3 separate regions of the Sus scrofa genome follow, and regions 2 and 3 are each linked to region 1. A link is a contact called in public HiChIP or PLAC-seq and promoter capture Hi-C data. All regions are on one chromosome and are shown on one strand. The core of a region is the stretch at or near the end of the contact, and the rest is flanking DNA. Distances in the headings are between cores, read along the strand shown. Region 1 holds the start of TCTN3 (tectonic-3). Region 2 overlaps ENTPD1 (ectonucleoside triphosphate diphosphohydrolase 1). Region 3 overlaps ENTPD1 (ectonucleoside triphosphate diphosphohydrolase 1).

Region 1 (3,329 bases), core at 509-3,008:
GCGGGATCCGAGCCGCGTCTGCAACCTACACCACAGCTCACGGCAACGCCGGATCGTTAACCCACTGAGCAAGGGCAGGGACCGAACCCGCAACCTCATGGTTCCTAGTAGGATTCGTTAACCACTGTGCCACGACGGGAACTCCGAAACAGTCTTTTTAAAAATATTTAATGCATATCTAGCAAGTCCTGGGTACCGTTCTAAGCATGAGATACAGAGAACAAAACAGACAAAACCCTCTGTTTTGTGCAGCTTATATTCTAGTAAATACATATATTTGGAATAATAGGAACTTGACCTTTTCCTACAGCAATTACTAAAAAGGTAGATAAATATTTTATGCCTAAACACAAATATAGGTATCTCTTACAGCAGTCCACCACACAATCACATAAAAATATGTTTGAGAACATTTATAACAGAGATATATTTAGCTACTTCAAAACATGAGAACATCAACATCATGTCAGAGAATGTGAGCATTGGCAGGGTCCTAAAATTTATCTGCTCAAGTGATTCACTTAGAAAAGGAGGTATTGGCTAGATTTTGGATATGTGTATCAGATTTTATATAACTCTTAACAGATACCGCCAAACCAAGCAATTGAAATAACCCAGATAGCAGGACTGTGCAGACTGAGAAAAATACCTGATCCAGCAGGAGCAAGATTTTGATACCCTAGAGTTGTACTATCCAATACGCTAGCTATGAGTCACATGAAGTTATTTTACTTTGAATTAATTAAAATTTAATAATTCAGATCCTCAGTCACATTAACCACATTTCAAGCACAAGGCAAGAACATATAGTCTATGACTTCCATACTGAACAGTGTAGAACATGATAACATTTCCCACACTGCATAAAGTTCTGCTGTAGAGAATCAGAAGAGGCGTACCACTCCTGGGAAAAACCAAAACTTTCTAAGGAGGGCTACAATAAATGGAAGTTTATAATAGCAAAAATAAAATTTTCTTCATCCATTGACCATTTAAAAAAAAAAAAAATCTCATTGTTAAAATTTAAGGAACTGTATCTTTCTAATATATTTACTCGAAAATATTATACTTAGATGGGACTTCTTTTTTTGGTTTTTGGTTTTGGGGGCCGCAACAGCGCCATATGGAGGTTCCCAAGCTAGGGGTCCAATCAGAACTGCAGCCTCCGGCCTACACCGCAGCCATAGCAACTCTGGATCCCAGCCGCATCTGCGACCTACACCACAGCTCACTGAAACGCCGGATCTTTAAACCACCAAGCGACGCCAGGGATGGAACCCGCCTCCTCATGGATGCTAGTCGGGTTCGCTAACCGCTGGACCACGACGGAAACTCCCGAGACTTTTTTTTTAAGTTATGTGATCTTCAGTGTATTTTTCTCTGAGAGATAATTATCATTATCATTCTTTAGAAAAAGATTCTCACCTTTATAATCCGAAGTGAAAAAGATACGCAATTCTACTTCGAGCCTCTGTTGCTTCCCTCTATCAAGGAAGGTCTCAGCCCTCTGAGCCCTGAGGTCTGCGCGGTATGCCTACTGGGTGTACCTTGACCTGGGCTGAACTCCTACTGCCACTCAGTGGAGAGAAGAAGCAAGAGCGCCTCCGCCAGTTTGGCGGTTGCCAAGCGACAGAGGCAGAGGAGGGCCGGGCCAAAGAAGGAGGACGCGGACTGAAAGATGCTGAGGATCTTTAACAACGCCGCCTTCTATTGGCTGAAGGCTCTCGGCCATCTCCATGAGCCAATAAGCAAACGCTTGTGGATGACGTCATACGCCTTGCGACTCCTCCCCCCCACGCTCTAGGGACGCACCTAGCGACCGCCTGAGCCCACCTCAAATGCTTGCTGATGCTCTACTGCCCCCATGTTCGCTTCTCTGCTGTCGTTACTGCAGGTGTTGTTCCTGATGATCCCTGAGGGGGTCCAGCCTCAGCCTTCTCCGTCCCCGTCTGGAGCAGTGCCTACCCATTTGAACGTGGGGCCAAGGACGCAGGGCGGGACCCTTCAATCCTCCTCAGAGGGGACTGAAACTCCCTGGGCCGTGCCTGGGACCTCTACAGTGGGCCCTAATGTGGTGACCCCCTCGGCGCCTGGGAATGGGACCGTGGACGTCTTCCCAGGTGAGGGGGATGGGAGGATTTGGGGATGGAGACTACAGACTTAGAATCAGAATTCTGTGCACAGAGTGCATTGCCACAAAGTAAGGAGTGGGGCTGTCGAAAGAAGAGGAATTAACACTTCGAAGAGTTTGGGGATCCTCAGCCCATTCGCTCTGCTTTATGTTGTACTTTCGTAGTCTTACCGATCTGTGTCTGTGACTTGACTCCTGGTACCTGCGATATAAATTGCTGCTGCGACAAGGACTGCTATCTTCTCCATCCGAGGACAGTTTTCTCCTTCTGCCTTCCAGGCAGCGTGAGGTGAGCTGCAATGCTCAGGTTGAATCCTAAAGGGGACTGGAGCCCTAGAATAAGTAATACTTGGACCTAGGGATTGTTAACCTTTGTGCCTCCTGCCCCCACTTCCACTCCTAGGAGTGGAACTACCTTATTTTTTCCCAGGAGCGCCCTCTTCTTCTGAGGCTCTGCAGTAGGGCTATCCAGTAGAATAATCAGATCTTCATGTTGTCCTGTGGCTGCCCAAGGAGCCCTTTCTTTGGCAATGACATCGGTCGGTCACCTTCTAAATGTGTCTATTCTCCCTCCCATTCCCTCACAGGTCCTCGAGTTGGGTGTGTGTAGACAACTCTCTTATCTTCAGGAGTAACTCCCCATTTCCTTCAAGAGTTTTCATGGATTCAAATGGAATTAAGCAGTTTTGTGTCCATGTGAACAACTGTGAGTAGAAATATGTTGACTGTTCTTACTGCCTAACATTGAGAGTGAGCTTAGCCTCTGACCTTTTTTTTCCCTTTTCCTTGTTTTTTAAACTTTTTTTTTTTTTTTTGCACTTTGGATCTCTATCATCCTCCCTCTTATTCTGTCTGTCCCCCTACCTCCTTCTTTTTTCTCTTTTTTTTTTTTTTGTCGTTGTCGTTGTTGCTATTTCTTGGGCCGCTCCCCGCGGCATATGGAGGTTCCCAGGCTAGGGGTTGAATTGGAGCTGTAGCCACCGGCCTACGCCAGAGCCACAGCAACGCGGGATCCGAGCCGCATCTGCAACCTACACCACAGCTCACGGCAACGCCGGATCGTTAACCCACTGAGTAAGGGCAGGGACCGAACCCGCAACCTCATGGTTCCTAGTCGGATTCGTTAACCACTGCGCCACGACGGGAACTCCCGTTTTTTCTCTTATTAGTGAACATTGGCAATCTCTTAGGCTCTCTT
Region 2 (3,176 bases), core at 53-2,552, 85 kb before region 1:
GCTATCAGAGGTCTGCGTGTGATGGATAAAGCATTTGTCTCTGTTGGAATACTGATTTAATTAATTTGCTGACAATTATCTTCCCATCACTAACTGATTCAAGTCATTCCTTTTTCCAAAATGTACATTCGCTGCCACTTTACTCTCTTAGTCCAAAGGAGACTGACTTGTTCCTGGGCTTCTGAAAAGTCCCTCCTGGATGCTCTAGTTTACCATAACCTCCCTTTCCTCCCAGGTCCCACTCAGGGCCCCTCAAACACACGTGTTCACACACACACACAAACACACACTACACACATGGGTTTGAGTTACCTTAACATTTTCTGGCAATGGTTTGTTCTGGGTCAGCCCCAGAGCAAGCAATGCTATCACAGCAATGATGGAGGAGAAGCCAAGGATGACCAGTATGTTTTTGGAGCAAAATGTCTTCAGTTCAGACTCTAAAACCAAAAGAAGAGAAAATATCAATAAGAAATCAACACACATTTATTTTTCTTCCCCTTCTGTATGGTCTTATGCTGACTTTCTGGAGACAGCAAAGATAGAGAAGTCTGGTCCATGATGCACTTGCAAAATAAGTAGGAAATAAGAATAAAAGGATGTCTCTGTGCTGTGTTGAGGGCCAGAATGACTCAGTGGCTGTGGTAAGAAGAAGGGGCAGAATGAGATCAGTGATCGGACATGGGATGAGGAGGGGGAAAAAAAATCCCAAACTGGCAGTTTAATAGGTCACATAAGTTTATCAAAGCTCAAGTAACAAAGAAAACAAGGATACCATTTGCATTTTTAAAATCTACCAAGAGTAATTACTATGTTAAAAAGCATTCAGAAGATATCATCAAACATCAAAACCCTTCTGTTTCGTGGCCTTTCTTGGCTTGACACAACCCCTGCACTTCAACCACACTTATATGTGAAGTAATTGGTAACAGCATAACAGCACAGGGGCTGTGGAGTTTTGAACATTTCACCATTCACATCATCTTGACTATCGCGTTTATACTCTCACCATCATGGGACATTAAAAAGCTCCAGAAGGAGAATTCTATAAAAGGTAAATTTACTTTGATCAGAGGTGAAAAAGAGATGGAGTGGTTACCCCATTCCCTCCATTCTCATTCTTCCCCTCTCAGCTTCCCAAATTATCCCCAAACTTTCTTCTTAGGGAAGAAAAATAGAATCAAGTAATAAAGAAGCATGTGGACATTAGATGGGTTCTCCAAAATAGTCTGCACTTCTCTAAGGACAGGGCATGGGATTAAAACAGCTGAAAGAGGAAGCTGAGGTCCTGCCTCCTCTTTCCCTCTTGCTCAGCAGCTGTAGCTTTCCCAATGCAGAGCTCCCCCTCCAGCTCCTGAGCACAGGCTTGAACTTACTTCAAAGGACTGTAACTGCCTGGGTCTCCAGTCTGCATCCACCCCAAGAACACTGAACCAGTCTGTACCTATCAGACTGAACAGCACAAAACTTGGGAGAAAAAGTTTCAGCAACACCACTATCTATTGCTTCCAAACGAAGGAACAATAGATGAAGTATATAGCACTTCTCCCTTCTTCCCTCCCAAAGGAACCTCAGTTTTGTTCAGATGCCTACCACTCCCCCTGGCAGCCCACACACCTCCCGGAAAGGGGCTGATTGTTCTGCATAATCCTATTCCCTCTCTAGTGACTGGTTCAACAAAGGGACAAAAATGGCCCGTGAGACCCTGGAGGAAATCTGCTGGGGCAAGGATAGGAAAGAAAGAAAGTATTCTCTCTTCTTCCTCAGACCTTGTCCAGCCAATAACAGCAGAACAGAGAGATGGAGAGAACTTGAGTTCTTGAAGCATTTTGAGCTGCTAAAACAACTAACCTTGATCTGATGCTGCATGAGAATTATGTTTGATCCAATTAGAGTCAGGATTTAAATGCTTTGAAGCCAAACCATCCTGATACAACTGATGTGGCAGAAATGTCCTTTTTACTGCCAGCACTCTGGAATCTGGAAAAGAGCTCCTTAAGTACTACCTCAGTTCCTAAAGTTGTAATACTGACAAGCACAGCTTATAACATGCACATATTTTTTGACAAAGAAATTACAAATCTAATACCTAAGGGTCACACACTGCAGCCATGTTCCTACTAAAGCAGAATTTTGAATGTGTTACTCCCCAAACTGCTCAAAAGGTTTACTTATTTAGTTATTTTGTTTCCATAAATATGACAATTTTAATTATCTCATTTTCCTTCCATCCATTCAGGCATTAACCTTAGTATCCAATGAAAATGACTGACAAGGTCCCCACCCTTTGGAGTTCACATCTGGTTAGGGAGATATAAAAACCACAAAAGATGTGTATTCAAATAAGTGACTTTAGGTCACACTAAGTGCTGAGAAGAAATTAAAACCAAGGAATGTGATAGAGTGACTTGCAGCAGAGTTAGGGTAGGGAGATTAGACTGAAGGTCACGAAAGTCTCTCTGAGAAGGTACCATTTGAGCTTAGTCCTGGATGATGAGAAAACACCAGCTATAAGAAGGAGAAAGAACATTCCAGGAAGAGGGAGCAGCAACTGCAAAAGCCTGAGGTAGGAAACAGCTTGATGTGACTCTAATTGTTTCCTTTCCTAATGAGAACACTTGCTAACTCATTACTATCACTGAACGGTTGTTAAGCATACTTTTCCACACTTGCCTGGCTTTTGCAATGATACCCATATTATCACAATTATTCAAGCCTTTTGTCATATTCACCTTATTAAAGATACTATAGGAAAAGGAACTTAGATCTGAGAAGAAGTTTAGGAATTTTCCACACACAATTCTCAAAAGCTGTAGTATCAAAAAATAATGGCTGTTTGTTTCTCATGTCACTGACTAGATTACCGAGAGAGGAAGAATTAAAATACTGTGTTTTCTGTGAACTGTGACAGATAGTTTTCAAAAGCCCTTATCACAGGGAGGAAGCCAAGCTCTTCTTAGAAAGGGGTACCAGACATGGGGGTCCAAGTGGACTTATCTAGGGTGTGCTCACAAACAGGGAACTTCTTCCCAGATGTGACGACTGCTACATTAATGGAAAATTCATAATGACTGTCTTCCCCCAGAAAAGCTCTTCATTTCCCTGGTGGATAACAGAAACGTGGTTTGTATCATACGATGTGAAATGTATTTCAACAAACAATCTCGAGAAACATT
Region 3 (3,228 bases), core at 207-2,706, 100 kb before region 1:
TTTCTGAAAGTCTCCAGTGCCTTGGATTTCAAGTTCAGGAAATGGAAGAGACGTCAAAAATCTCCTGGTGCAGGGAGCCTCATAAAGGTGACTCACATTCATTCTCCTCTGGTATCCAGAGTGAAAGCATGGTTCATGGATGGTTCCATTTGTATTCTAAATGGAAAAATCACTTGAAGACATCATGTGCAAATGCCTTGGGTGCAAAAGCACCAGTCAGACTTCATTAATGTGTTGCAATTGAACAACATCCAAGTACTCAGTACTGGCAGTAGTTTGTCCCTGTGATGCCTTTTTTACCCTTGGGAATAGTCATATTTGTAAAATAGGCACCAGAAGTGGTATCGGATATAAATGAAATTTCACTACTCCTAGAAAGCTAATATAGTTGAAACTAGACCCAGAAACTCCATTCATTTTATATGTCCCCTAGTGCCTAGTAATAGTTGCATAGGTCAGAAGCAGATTCACTAGGAAAACTCCCAAGGCTCTTAAAATTCTGAGTTTTAGTAGTAATTTGCTGGGAGTTTGCCTATCTATATCCCTGCTCCAACCTCCAAGCAAAAAAGCAAAAGCTTGGAGTTCCTGTTGTGGCTCAGCAGTTAACGAACCCGACTAGCATCATGAGGATGCATGTTTGATACAAGGCCTCACTCAGTGGGTTAAGGATCCAGCGTTGCTGTGAGCTGTGGTGTAGGTCACAGACGCAGCTCAGATCCTGCATTGCTGTGGCTATGGCATAGGCCAGCAGCTACAGCTCTGATTGGACCCCTAACCTGGGAACCTCCATATGCCATGGTTGCGGCCCTAAAAAGACAAAAAGGCAAAAAAAAAAAAAGCAAAATCTCCAAGAGTTGGAAGCACTTTAGATCATTTAAGGCAGGAGTATCAAGATGATTTCTAACCTACAACTTGCTATGTTCAAGAGAAGAAAGGGGACTGCTGTGGATAAGAGGCTTAGTGAAGCCTTAGGGCTCACTAGGTATCTCTCAGCAGTCCCTCCTCCCATGGCAGTCATCTTATTGATCTAGCTTCTGAGAACCAGAGAGAGTGCTTTGGAGGAAAGCAGATAACTGGTTGTCCCTTCAGTAGACTGGGAACAGCTGGGTTTGACATCCTTGCTCTGTGTCTGAGTGTGTTGGGTGGGTACATGATTTTGACTATGTTTAATTTTTCTTGCCTTCAAAAGGCAAAAAGTGTCTGGGGACAAGATTTGAAGTGTTGATCAATAAACTTTGTGTTTTCCCTGCAGTTTTTTTCTCTTTCCATGTTTTTTCTAACCCTGTTTTCTGAAGTTCATAGGAAACAGAGATGGAAAAGTGAGAAAGAGCTTAAAGTTGTCTGCATAAGCGTGCACGTGCGCACACACCCACACACACATCAGTACTCTAGCCTGTACTTCTCATATTCAACCCCACAGGGTGAGAAACTATTTTGCAAGAAAGGATCTGACTCGTGTCCTTGGAGATAATGCAGTAAACAAACATAGGAGATAAGAGTCTGGATGGGACAATTCACAGGGGTTGACCTGACGTAGTGAGATATCCTGCCTGAAAAGATTTGGAAAGTCCAGTAGCCAACTTCAGACCAATTACTGAAGTAGAAAGGGAAAACAACAGGATGTGGGGGCTTGTGGCCCAGTTGTGGGGAGCATAGTCTGGATTCATTATACTTGCCTTAAGGTCCTTGGTCAGTTTCTGCAAGAGTGCTTGATCCTTCCCATAGCATAAGAAACTGTGTGTGTATACACTGTAGTTCTTGCCATAGAGGCGGAAGTGCAGCGTGTTTTCTGGAGACTCGAGCACTTGGTTTTGGGGCACAAAAGTGATTTGTGTAGAGGCTCCTCCAAGGTCTAAAGCTCCATAGGTTTCCTGAGTATCACCTTTCCTTGGCTTCAGGTTAAACCAACCTGATTTCTGAAAGAAAGTACAGTCACCAGTGGTAGAAGTCTCTGGACACCCCCCTTTTCATACTATTTCTTAGACTTAAGGACTTCCTAAGGCAAAGGAGCAGGAGCACCAGAGGTTCCTGAGTCTGCATCAGATCAACAGCAAGAAAACAGGGGCTCAAAGACACAGCTCAGACTGCAGCAACAAAGAATCACTTTACAAACATGAGGTCTGGGGTCAGAAAGACTCAAGTTCAAATCCCCACTCATTTGCTCATTAGCCATGTGATCTTGGGCAGAACAATCACATTCTCTAAGCCTCAATTTGAGGTTCTAAAATGAGAGAACACCTCATATGGCTATTCTGAAGATTAAATCAAACAATACATGAAAAGTGCTTTGCTCAGCACAAGACACACAGCACTAGACGAATACTAGCTATCCTTATTTTAATGATAGTTTTTAATTTTTCTATAGTTCCATAAAGTAAAGATATGGATTCCTTATTCTCCAATGGTAAGAGTTTTTGTAAGAGAATTATACCTCTGCTACCCTTTCAAATGTGAGGGTAAATTAATTTGTTCATTTATCCATCATTCTTTCTGCTTAGTGATCCTTAGATAGCAATGGTATTGGCCCCCAGGGCGTCACCTCCTTGGGTGATGTTGGATAATCACCTGAATAAATTTGTCCAGCAGATAGTTGATAGTAATCCAGCCATAGGCACCTTCCTCTTGGCCAGTGATGATCCTGGCACCCTGGAAGTCAAAGGGGTATCTCGTGATGCTCTCTGCCACTGTAGACAGGATTTTGCTTGCCAAATTTTCATTTTTCATCCTGCACAAAGAGCTGAGGTTACTGATTTTGTTTGAATAACTACAAGTACCCAATGCAGCCAGAGCTTCCATCCAGTTCTCCTAGGAAATGAATTATTAAATTCTTCGGAAGGATGAAGGATGGTGATCCCCACACATGCTGTATGAGAAGCCCTGCTTTGGGGTGAGGCAGAACTACTCTTTTGGCCCCTTCTCTCCAAATCCAAATCCTTCCAATGCCTGCACAGGTTGGTCTTCTTAAAATAATATTTTCATTGTTCCCTGGCTCCAAGAAATTATCAGAGTAATTTTGATTACTGTGGTGGCGGTAGTTGAATATTGTTTGAATATTATTTGATCACTAAACCTAGAGCAAATATATGCTACATTAGCCACTGCTCATGGCCTCAGGCTGCTTACATAAAAACTTCTGCTTGAACGTTTTTTTGTTTTTTTGTTTTCTGTTTTGTTTTTTAGGGCTGTACCTGTGGCACATGGAGGTTCCCAGGCTAGGGGTCGAATCAG

The links. Promoter capture Hi-C pulls out the DNA fragments that hold promoters and counts their contacts. HiChIP or PLAC-seq counts read pairs in DNA pulled down with a chosen protein or histone mark.
Region 2: a contact with region 1 is called in a promoter capture Hi-C map of fetal liver, with 2.6 times the contacts expected there. The contact joins the enhancer-like site here to the promoter of TCTN3 in region 1. A contact is called at or near these places in 1 of 5 promoter capture datasets (fetal liver), 8 of 47 Hi-C or Micro-C datasets (adipocytes, blood, fetal liver and 5 more) and 1 of 2 datasets of contacts at active chromatin or transcription factors (alveolar macrophages).
Region 3: an H3K27ac HiChIP or PLAC-seq map of alveolar macrophages shows a contact between it and region 1. The contact joins the enhancer-like site here to the promoter of TCTN3 in region 1. A contact is called at or near these places in 2 of 5 promoter capture datasets (fetal liver and liver), 25 of 47 Hi-C or Micro-C datasets (adipocytes, adipose tissue, alveolar macrophages and 15 more) and 1 of 2 datasets of contacts at active chromatin or transcription factors (alveolar macrophages).

The regions. Positions count from the first base shown.
Region 1 is chr14:107,261,793-107,265,121 of Sscrofa11.1, reverse strand. It overlaps TCTN3 (tectonic-3), which reads left to right and starts at 1,758. Exons shown (of 14, transcript XM_021074244.1): 1 at 1,758-2,120; 2 at 2,297-2,420; 3 at 2,719-2,837. The coding sequence starts at 1,865. It also overlaps a transcript of ENTPD1 not described here.
Region 2 is chr14:107,346,482-107,349,657 of Sscrofa11.1, reverse strand. It overlaps ENTPD1 (ectonucleoside triphosphate diphosphohydrolase 1), which reads right to left. Exons shown (of 10, transcript NM_214153.1): 2 at 313-440. Among named protein-coding and RNA genes, the nearest start is that of ENTPD1, 52 kb to the right of the region's middle. Within about 2 kb of position 1,302, at least 11 of the 83 cell types and tissues checked have an H3K27ac peak or open chromatin away from gene starts, as enhancers often do. A contact at or near this core is called in alveolar macrophages and fetal liver, where this site is marked.
Region 3 is chr14:107,364,644-107,367,871 of Sscrofa11.1, reverse strand. It overlaps ENTPD1 (ectonucleoside triphosphate diphosphohydrolase 1), which reads right to left. Exons shown (of 10, transcript NM_214153.1): 5 at 2,566-2,725; 6 at 1,677-1,916; 7 at 1-156. Among named protein-coding and RNA genes, the nearest start is that of CC2D2B, 46 kb to the left of the region's middle. Within about 2 kb of position 1,456, at least 3 of the 83 cell types and tissues checked have an H3K27ac peak or open chromatin away from gene starts, as enhancers often do. A contact at or near this core is called in alveolar macrophages, where this site is marked.